Regions from separate parts of the Mus musculus genome. Here region 2 is linked to region 1. The links are chromatin contacts, called in public Hi-C maps. All regions are on one chromosome and are shown on one strand. The core of a region is the stretch at or near the end of the contact, and the rest is flanking DNA. Distances in the headings are between cores, read along the strand shown.

Region 1 (5,052 bases), core at 917-3,416:
ACACACACACACACACACACACACACCAGTCCACAAAAGAAGAGAGGAAAGGAGAGGGGATGGAAAAGGAGAGGAGAGGAGAGGGAGAGGAGGCTAGAGGAGAGGAGAGAGGAGAGGAAGGGCATGGAAGGGGAGGAGAGGAGAGGAAAGGAGAAGAGAAAGAAGAGAAGAGAATAAAAGAGAAGAGAAGAGGAGGGGAGGGGAGGGGAGGAGAGGGGAGGGAAGGAGAAATGACATCATTAATGTCTATGTGAACTTAGTGAGTTCACCACTGAAGAGGTCCAGCTGTCCCTCAAAAAGTTTATGTTCAAATCCTAAATCTTCTTCTATCTAGCTCCTCCCACCTGAGCTGTGAACACAATCATACTTAAAAGGAAAGTCTTTACAGATGTCATTAAATTAAGGCAAGGTTACAGTAAAATAAGAAAGCCCTGTTCTAGTATTTCCTGGTTTATTTACTAAATAATATAGTTTAGTGTGTGTGTGTGTGTGTGTGTGTGTGTGTGTGTGTGTGTGTGTGTGTGTGATGCACATGTGTCCTTATAACAAGGAACATACATTGGTAGGAGACACCTTGGGAAGAAGGCCATGTGACCACAGAAGCAGAGAATGTAGGGACACAGCTAAAGTCCAGGAAAGCCAAGGATGATGGAAGCTACCATACACCATGAGAAAGGCACAAGGCAGGGTACTCTTCCTCAGAGCTCTCAGAAGGAGTCAGCCCTCCACACACCCCAATTTCAGAGTTTTAGCCTCCCAAAACTGAGAGAACAAACTTCAGATGTTTTAGACCATTTGGCTTGGGACAGTTTGGTGCTATAATCCTAGGAACACAGTAGAATGTTGGAAATGGAAAAAAATAAGATGAGAAATTTCACCTTATTTATCTATTTACTTGTTCATTTATTAAATGTATATGTATGTGATCTGCATGTGGCGCATTCAGGGACAAAAGGAGGGTGGTCAGTTGTCTATTAATACCTATTTAGTGTTTGTTTATCTACTGAGACAGGGTCTTACCAGGTATTCCTGGCTAGCCTAAACTCACTATGTAGGCTAGGCTGGTCCTGAACAGGAGGCCTCTCTGCCTCCGAGTTCTAGGATTAAAGGCATCCATCACTTTGTCTGGCTACCATACTTTACTTTGGGGAACAGGGTCTCTCACTGATCCTAAAGCTCGCTGTTTCTGCTAGGCTAGCTGCCTAGCCACCACAAACTTCTGGGAGTCAGCCACCTCTGCCCTCAAACGCTGAAGTTATACAAGGCCATGCACACAGGGTCATATGCACACAGGGCCATGCACACAGGCCATGCACAGCTTTCACATGGGTAGTGAAGGTTCAAACTCAGGTTCTCATGCTTGCATGGCTTACCCACTGAGCCATCTCCCCAGCCCCGGATTTATCTATTACAATTTTTTAAAAAAAGCATTATTTTTAAAAAGTAGATGCTGAGCCAAGGATAAAACGCCAGCGAGTGGCAGAGCCAGGATTTAACCCCAAAAGCTTCCTGACTTCTGAACCCTTTAGCCACAGAACTCACAATGGTCTTGTGTAAAAGTCTATTTTTGTCCCCAGGAACATTATCCTCAGAAGAATTGCTTTGTCATGGCCGAGTGCTTTTTCACAAAACAAACTGTTATGACTAGGAACTTCCACAATTCAAACTATGACCTCCAGCTCAGGCTGTGGTTCTTCGGGATTCTGGTACAACCTGCTGGAGGCTGAGCTCAGTTTAAACTAATGCCTTAGGCTGAAGGGTGGCAGAGACCCAGAAACCGACTGTCCAGCACATCAGTCACAGGCAAAGGGGCCTGAGTTCCCTCTTCAGGCATTTTGGCTAGAACATAATTCAGCAGCAGCCCCGTGTCCCAGGAGGAAAGGATATTAGATCAATACTCGTGACGTCCTAATGAAACTGCCAGTTCCCCTCACATGGCTTTCTAAGCAGCACAGAAATCTAGGTCACCATGAGGCACAGCAGACCCAAAACCTCATTATAAAACTTGGTGCTCCCTCCCCTTAATTGTAAATATTTCATTCTATATACACTCATTAAGTGCCTGTTGTGTTCAGAGGATTAAGACCTATCCCTAGTGCTTCCACAAAAGGCACAAACTGTCAAGTCTGATAGCCCTTCGGTCTCCTCTCACTAACCCTCCTGTGGTCAGCAAGGGCCATGGCAACCTGTCTAACAGCAAATGGCATTGGTTGCCTCAGGGATCATGACCACAGCTATGGAAAACATTTTCAAGTTTTATCAAAAATGTTCCTTTGGCCACAGCCCAGTTTCTCTGGGTCTTAATTTATTTCAGCTTCCTGCGCCTCTCTGTGCTGCATCATGAATGGTTCAACATCTGCACCCTTGCAGGCAGCTGTCAGCTTGCTTCCTCTAGTCTCCATTTCTGTTCAGAAAACCAAATTAATTCAGCGATGTCTGTGACCAGCCACTCTGAAGACCAACAAAGCTATGAAGGGAGGCTAGTGCAAGATGACACTGGCGTGCCAAGCTTACCATTCATTGTTATTTCTACAGACACCATGAGTGTATTCACCTCTGACGAAATTTTACTAATCCATTCCCATGAAGATAACAAATATTGTGTAGATAAGCGAGAGTAATTCACACACTGATAAACTAATTTTAAATTGTTCTCTCTCGTCATTCACAGAGAGATGGGTAAAATAAAGATTGTTTAAAATAAGATTGATGGTCATTTTACAGAGTGACTCAGTGCCCTTAAACCTTTCAGTGAGAAGCTGGGATAGCGCATCTTCCATCATAACCCACTGTTATAGCTGCAGCCTAGGAAGGGAATGCACAAGAACCCCTTTCAGTTGTTCTTGAATTATTCAAGAAATAAATCCAAGCAGAGACAGAGACTCTCACTGCTAGTATTACAAGCCAGGGGCCAAGCGTTTCAGATGAGAGCCTGCGGGGAACACTTTAGATCCAAACTGTAATCTTCTACCCCTACCCTGAAGGGCTCGTGGGCACCTCACAATGCAAAAAGCGTTTACTCCACCTTCACCAGTCTCCCACAGTCTTCCCAGACCTAAAACTCTTCAAAAGCCTACTCTTCAAAGTCTCTTTTGAGACTTGAGGCAAACTCTTAGCTGTAGGAATGAAAGACTGAGAGGAATATACAGAAAATGAGAGGGGTTAGTCAAGTGATTAATGTTAAAAAAAAAAAAGAGGCAATTATGGACGGTGGGACAAGAGATGCTAAGTCACAGCAGCAAGGAGGGCGACCACACTGCTGCGCAGTAAGAATGAAATAGAGTGTGGTGCTCCTGCAGTGTAAGGAGCAGGCTAGAGGGAAGTGGGAGCCCCATTAGAGATGTCATTATACAGAGCTACAGAGGGTGAGGAGCCAGGGAAAGCTTTTAAAGAGAAGAGTGACATGATCGGACTGGTGGATTGAAGAGAGATCAGAAAGGGATGAAACAAGGACAAAGAATAAGGCTGTTCTTCCCAGGGCATGAATGGAAGAAAGGAGAAAGGCACCATAGAGGCAGGGCAGGGGTGAGCAAGCAGTGGGGCAAGCAGCCCTGAAGACGAGTCAAGAGACAAAGATCTGCTCAGTGATGTATACTGAAGAGCACTGGGCCTGGGGAGACTGATCGCCAGGTAAAGCATTTATTGCACAAATGGAAGGACCAGTCAGTTCTCAGATCCTCAGCAACCACATAAGGCCAGGCAGGCATGGTGGGTGGAGGGAGAGACAAGGGACTCCCAGGCCTAGCTGGATAGATAGACTGGCCAAATGGGTGAGCTCTGGGTTCAACAAAGCGACCCCACTTATAAATAAAGTGCAGACTGATTGAAGGAGACACACCTGGTATCAGACACACCTCTGACCTCCAACTCAAATTTAGACTTTTATCTGGAACGCCAAGTCTTCTAGCCTCTAGATGCTCAGAGTTCATAGTCTGAGCACCATCGGTGTCAACACTGCCCAAACATTTGCTGGAAGTGCAGCATCCCAGACTTCCTGCATCAGAATCTTCACTTAAGAGATCCTTTACACACTGAAATGTGAGAACGATCGCACACCAACTCTGCAGAGCTCCAAGGAATCGTGGGAAGCACAAACAGACCAGCCAAAGGCTAAAGACAGTGAAAGGAGGAAGAAGGAAGAGCAAACTTCATACGGGTCAGCCTGAGAGTGGTATCAGTGTTTGGCAGGAAGGCACACACTGCAAACGCACACCATGTGGCATTCAGTGCCGTCTCTGACAAAATGTATCAGAATACTTTTGTAAACAAGATAAACCAATGTGAGCTGGATGACAGTAATACTCTGTGTGTTCATAATTAGTTTCACAATTATTCCCAAAAGATTATGACTGATTAATTAAAATCAACCTGGAGAGGCAATCTTGCTCCCTCACCACTAACCCTGTTTAAACTAATCACTTAAATGAAGATATAAAAGACACATAGCAAAGTTCACTGAGAGCAATACTGTCGCATAGCATAATCAGATCCTCCCGTATCCACCCCCAAACTAATAGGTTGTTAAAGGAATTAAAATACCGTGACTAGCTGGGCATGGTGGCACAGGTCTTTAATCACAGAATTAGGCAGGCAGAGGCAGGTGGATCTCTGTGAGTTCAAGGCCAGCCTGGTCTACAGAATGAGTTCCAGGACAGCCAGGGCTATACAGAGAAACCTTATCCAAAAGCAAAAAGTTGTGATTACATTTCAGTTAAGAAATGATTAAAGTGCTAATCTGACCTCCTAAATCAGACAAAGACAAGGCCAGTGAAAGAGAAGCAAAACAACAGCACGTGACATAAAGGCTCAGTAAGCAGTTAACTCAATGGGTCGACGAGTTACCATCAGCACAAGTCAACAGGATTACATGAAATTCAATGAAGCCAAGTTTCCCACAACCTAATGTCGCAAGACTCATGTAGAGATGGAAAGTGGGCAGAAGAGATTTAAACCAGCCTTTGTGCACACAGCCTGAGGTGATACATGGAGGTCCCAGAGTCCAAATTAAAGATGTCTAATCCCAACAATAAAAAGGCCTAACAAACAAGGCAA
Region 2 (5,052 bases), core at 1,721-4,220, 490 kb after region 1:
TGCCTGCTGTGACTCTAATACTGCTCCTCATGTTGTGGAGACTCCCAGCCATAGAATTATTTTGTCGCTACTGCATAACTAATTTTGTTAGTTATAAATCATAATGTATGTTTTCCTACGGTCTTGGTAATCTCTGTGAAAGGGATAGTTGACACCTGTTGACCCACAGGTTGAGAATCAGTGTCGCACAGTTTCATGGAAGCTTTCTCTTCTTCCTGGGGTGGGACTTTAACTCAGGAGTTAGGGGTACCAGAAGCCCATAGTCACACAAAACTTATACCCAACCACTGGAGGGAATCGGGACAGGCACTCAAAAAGTTGGAGGCAGGAGCTGATACAGCGGCTATGGAGGGGTACTGCTTCCTGGCTGGCTTCCCTATGGCTTGCTCAACCTGCCTTCTTACAGAATCCTGGACCACCAGGCCAGGGATGGCACCACCCACAATGGGCTGGGCCCTTCCCCATTGATCACAAATTGAGAGAATGCTCTACAGCTGGATCTCATGGAGGCATTTCCTCAACTGAGGCTCTTTCCTCTCTGATGACTCTAACTTGTGTCAAGTTGACACACAAAATCAGCCAGTACATGGAACATTTTGATAAAGCTTTGATAATAACCAAACACTTTTTAATCTCAGTTTTATTAAGATTCAGTTTCCCAAGTAGTTATATTGATTAAACACAGTTTTTACTAGACTTTATTTGGTAAATGTTACCAAGAGAAAAATCAATAAGAGAAATCTGTTGATTTCAATAACAATTTGTCATTAATGTGCTGAACTTTGACTTTAGATATTTTAATGTCACTCATTACCGTCTCCAAGTCTCAGCTATCACATCCCTTATATAACTTATTCAGACATTTCGTGACGTGTGTAGGCTTTCTAGCTTTGTTTTATTTTTATTTTTCTGGAAGAATCTAGGATCTTTATCTTTAGGATAAAGTCTTACCATTCAGAAATCCTTATTTACCAAAACTATCTTTATTCCTACATCCTTGTAACACTTTTTCTTCTACTTGCTGGCCCCCTTTTGTTTCATTTCCTTTTTTGGAATTATAAGACATAGTAACAATGCATTTACCATCATATTAGAAGAGTGAGTCCAAACTACATGGCTTAATATAAATTAAGATTATCTGTATATACATTGTTAATTTATAGGCCTTTTTTCTGAGTATAATTAATATATATATATATATATACACACACACATATATATACATATATAAGTACAATAAGTATAACTTATTAAGCAAAAGTACAATAAGTAAATAGCAAGTCACAGGTAGACAGCAAAGTATCAGATCAGCAAGCCAACTGAGGAAACCCTGCTCAAACCATCATGCTGGTATTACCACTTGAGAGATGTCCAGGCAGAAGGCGTCTTGCATCCTCTCATCTGATGCATCCCATCATAGCTATTCCCATGACAGGCATTTTTATATGATGGGATAACAATAGTAGACTCTGTGGGAATGCTTTACCGTTTAGCTGTTCTCAAGGACACAGTGCAGCTTGGGCTGCTTGTTGTTCTCCCTGTTACAGGGCCAGGGGACCCCCCCCGACTTAGGACAGGTTTTGGAGGGCACTCTGGGGCAAATATGCTCAGATCTGAAGTAGGGGTGCCAAATTGTACATTGAGAGTCAACTTTTTAGTGAGCTTAAACAGCATCTGACAACTTAACAATATAATGTGTACTACACATGTAATTGCAGACCTGAAGAAGATAGTTGATAGCTACCTTTTCTGAAGGGCCAATGCAACCAACCAGCTGCCAGTAACACTCTGAGACTGCGAGCCAGTCCTCTGTTAAATGCTTTCCTTTGTGAGTTGCCCTGCGAATGGTGTCTCCTCACAGCAACAGAACAGTAACTAAGACGGTCCCCTAGACTGTCAGTGACCCAGACCTTAAAATAGAAACATCTGATGTTTTTCTGCACTCAAATATAGCCTGAATTTAGATTGGAGGATGGAAAAAGTAGCCTCAGAGGGAAACATTGAATACAGCATTGTCTTTTTATATAGGTCAGAACACTCATGTATTAAAATCTTCGGGCTGCCCACTTCCACTTGTAAACACATGCCAGCTCTATATACAGGCTTGCAAACAGTTGGTCTGGTTGCCATGTACTCGTGACCTTATAAAATTTAAAGCTCTCAACGGGTTGAAGTGGCAGAGGGAATGCCATTTTGTCTTCCACTCTGTGTCTACTCAGGCACTTTTCAATCCCTAACCCCTGAACACTCACATCCACTTTCACAGCACACTGGGGCTTTCTATGATCCTGGCCCAGATACACACACACACACACACACACACACACACACACACACACACACACGGACTGGGAAGGAGAAAGCTCCCCAAGGGACAACCTCGCCTCATAACCATCATGAGGCAGCATGGACAAAGTGAGACGAGAAGAGTTCCATGCTGGCTCAGCAGAAATAACGTTGCTTAGTGCTGAGATGGCTCTGCTCAAGTGGGGAAAGAAGGCAACAAAATGCTCTAGAAAGGTTGGGCTCTCAGCTCTGACCAACATGGAGGGCACGGCATGAGGGCCTCATCCCAAGGGGACCAGGAAGTTGCTCTTCTGAATGGAAGCATGAAGTGGAAATTTCTGGTTTCTTTGGAAACTCAGTTGTGTATCCTTACAGCAACTGCTGAGATTTACAGCTTGTTTGTCTTGTTGTTTTTCTTTCAAACTGTAATAAACTGTCCTTGAACTTCTATTATTATTTATTATTATTATTATTATTATTATTATTATTATTATTATTATTATTATCAGCAGCTTCTGGAAGCTGTCTTGTGAGAGGACATGTGATACTTTGACTGGGCAGACACTTGAGAGAGGTGTGATGTTTGGAAAGAGTCTAAGTAGAACCCCATAAACAGTGGGAGGTCGCTCTTGCATTCTATGTTCGCTGGTCTTCACTTCATAGGCAGAAATATGTCAAAGAACATTCCAGCTGCTTCTGGCTGCTTCTGCTGACTCATGCTGACTCATGCTGATTTGTGGTTTCTGCTGGATTGAGCCACAGCTACTGATTCATGTTTGGTGTTTGCTATTGGACTGGACTGCTGGTATCCTGACAACAAAGAGTGTAGTCGCCCCAAAGAACTACTTCTAAACGGGTCCACAACCATCTTTTCCTATTAACCTTCTTTCCTTACCTCCAGTTGGTGGGCTAGAAGGGTGGTTGAAGTATTCTAGAACCTAAACAAAGTAGGTTTCAAAAAATCTAAGCCTATAGGAGCACCACACAAGAGACACACAGTTTTAAATAGGTGTTAACTATGTTTGACAGTGTTCGCTATTTCTACTGAGCTAACATGGAGTCCACCAGAAGGCACTTGCCTAAGGTCCTGGAAGATGGTTGCCTGCTGAGTTCTCTCAAGAACTTCTTTATGGTCCTTCATGATCACCACATCCTACTTGGGAAATTAGAGTCCCTTTGGGGTTCTTGTTAATAATAATAGGGAAGGAAGGAAGTTCAAGGACAGCTTATTACAGTTTGAAAGAAAAACAACAAGACAAGCTGTAAATCTCAGCAGTTGCTGTAAGGAGGGAGGGAATGGAGAAAACCACAGCTTTTTTTAGTTAGGAGCCAAGAAAGGTAGCGTGTTCAGCAGAAAAGGTCCACAAGCAGATTTCCTTGCGGGGAGGAGGTGCATGTTCAGAGAAAGAGTAAGTAAGCTCAGAAGGAAAGAATATACAAGCTTTTGGTCAGTATCTGAAAGAAGAAGGTGAAGAAAAGGCCCTGTAATGACCACAGTCTCACTAAGGTGTAATTATTCCTCTCATCTCCTTAGTGTGTCTTTAGTTGAGTCAGACTTCTACAGACAGCTGTGAGCTTCCACGTGAGCTCTGAGAATGGACCAGAGCAGCCTATACTCTTAGCTGCTATGCTATCCTTCCAGCCTCTCCTATGGCTTTTAAAATGTCCAAGTGGGTTCCCTATGGTGTGCTTTTCTGCTAGGTGGCTCTAGTGTCTTCTGTGGCAGGATGCTGTCCCTGAGAAGCAGCTCGCACCTCTAAAGGAATGAGAGGTGGCCAAGTATAGATGACAGTGGCCCAAGAACACAGATTTAGTTTGTGCCAAGTGACACTTTAAGTATGGAAGGAATTATAGGGCTCTGTGCCATCACTCCAGGCAGCTCAAGGAGGTTCCTTTAATCAGATAAAACTGAACCATTAGCTTTGACACAGAAAGGAATTTCAGAACGAGTTGGCATGAAGCAGAGTTGGAGTTTATTAAAGACTAATATATATATATATATATATTTTTTTTTTTTTTTTAAGAAATGGGGTTAAGAGAAAGAGAGGCACTCCAGGAAAAAGACACAAAGATTGGCATAGGAGTGGGCTTCTCAGAGGGAACCACAACCCACTGATGCTGTATCAGAGAGGGCCACACCCACCATTGCTGTACCAGGCATATATAGCCTCTTGGTATGTTTGAGGCTATTCTTTCGAAGTATGGCAGAGGAACCCAAAGTAGATCACAGGAAAATTCCTGAGGACACCAATAGGATCACAGTTCAAACCGTAAAATTCAGGATTCGGGGCTATGGGTAGTGGGATCTTCATTGTTTACAGTCAATGATCTTGTGGGAGATTCCCAGAAAGGGATGAGTCAGTCATCTATCAGCATCACAGAGGGCGGGCACTGACAGCAGGCAGGCGTGAGAGCTGAGAGTTCACATCTGGTTTGGTTCTATTTATCTTAAATTATTGTGTGTGTGCATGTTGCATGTGTTCCCACATAAGCCAGTCAGATCCCCTGGAACTGGAGTTACAAGTGCTTGTGAGCCACCTGATGTGGGTGCTGGGAATTGAACTCTGGTCCTCTGTAAGAGCAGTTTGTGAAACCTCAGATCTTGAACTGCAAGCGCAAAGCAGAAAGCATGAACTCTTGAAGCCCGCCCTTACGTGACAGGTCCTCCAGCAAGAGCATTTGTTCTAAACCTCCCCAAACAGTGCCATCAAGTGGAGATCAAGTGTTCAAATACATGAGCCTGTGGGGAAGCATTCTCATTCAACC

What was found. A called contact is a pair of places that touch in the nucleus more often than the background predicts.
Region 2: a Hi-C map of adipose-derived mesenchymal stem cells shows a contact between it and region 1, with 2.4 times the contacts expected there. The contact joins two enhancer-like sites. A contact is called at or near these places in 3 of 39 promoter capture datasets (liver, pre-B cells and stem cell-derived epiblast-like cells) and 1 of 484 Hi-C or Micro-C datasets (adipose-derived mesenchymal stem cells).

The regions. Positions count from the first base shown.
Region 1 is chr2:118,352,020-118,357,071 of GRCm38.p6, forward strand. All of the region lies in intron 1 of Gpr176 (G protein-coupled receptor 176), which reads right to left. Among named protein-coding and RNA genes, the nearest start is that of Gpr176, 19 kb to the right of the region's middle. Within about 2 kb of position 2,167, at least 36 of the 459 cell types and tissues checked have an H3K27ac peak or open chromatin away from gene starts, as enhancers often do. A contact at or near this core is called in adipose-derived mesenchymal stem cells, where this site is marked.
Region 2 is chr2:118,838,976-118,844,027 of GRCm38.p6, forward strand. All of the region lies in intron 1 of Gm39913 (a long non-coding RNA gene), which reads right to left. Among named protein-coding and RNA genes, the nearest start is that of Gm39913, 20 kb to the right of the region's middle. Within about 2 kb of position 2,971, at least 38 of the 459 cell types and tissues checked have an H3K27ac peak or open chromatin away from gene starts, as enhancers often do. A contact at or near this core is called in adipose-derived mesenchymal stem cells, where this site is marked.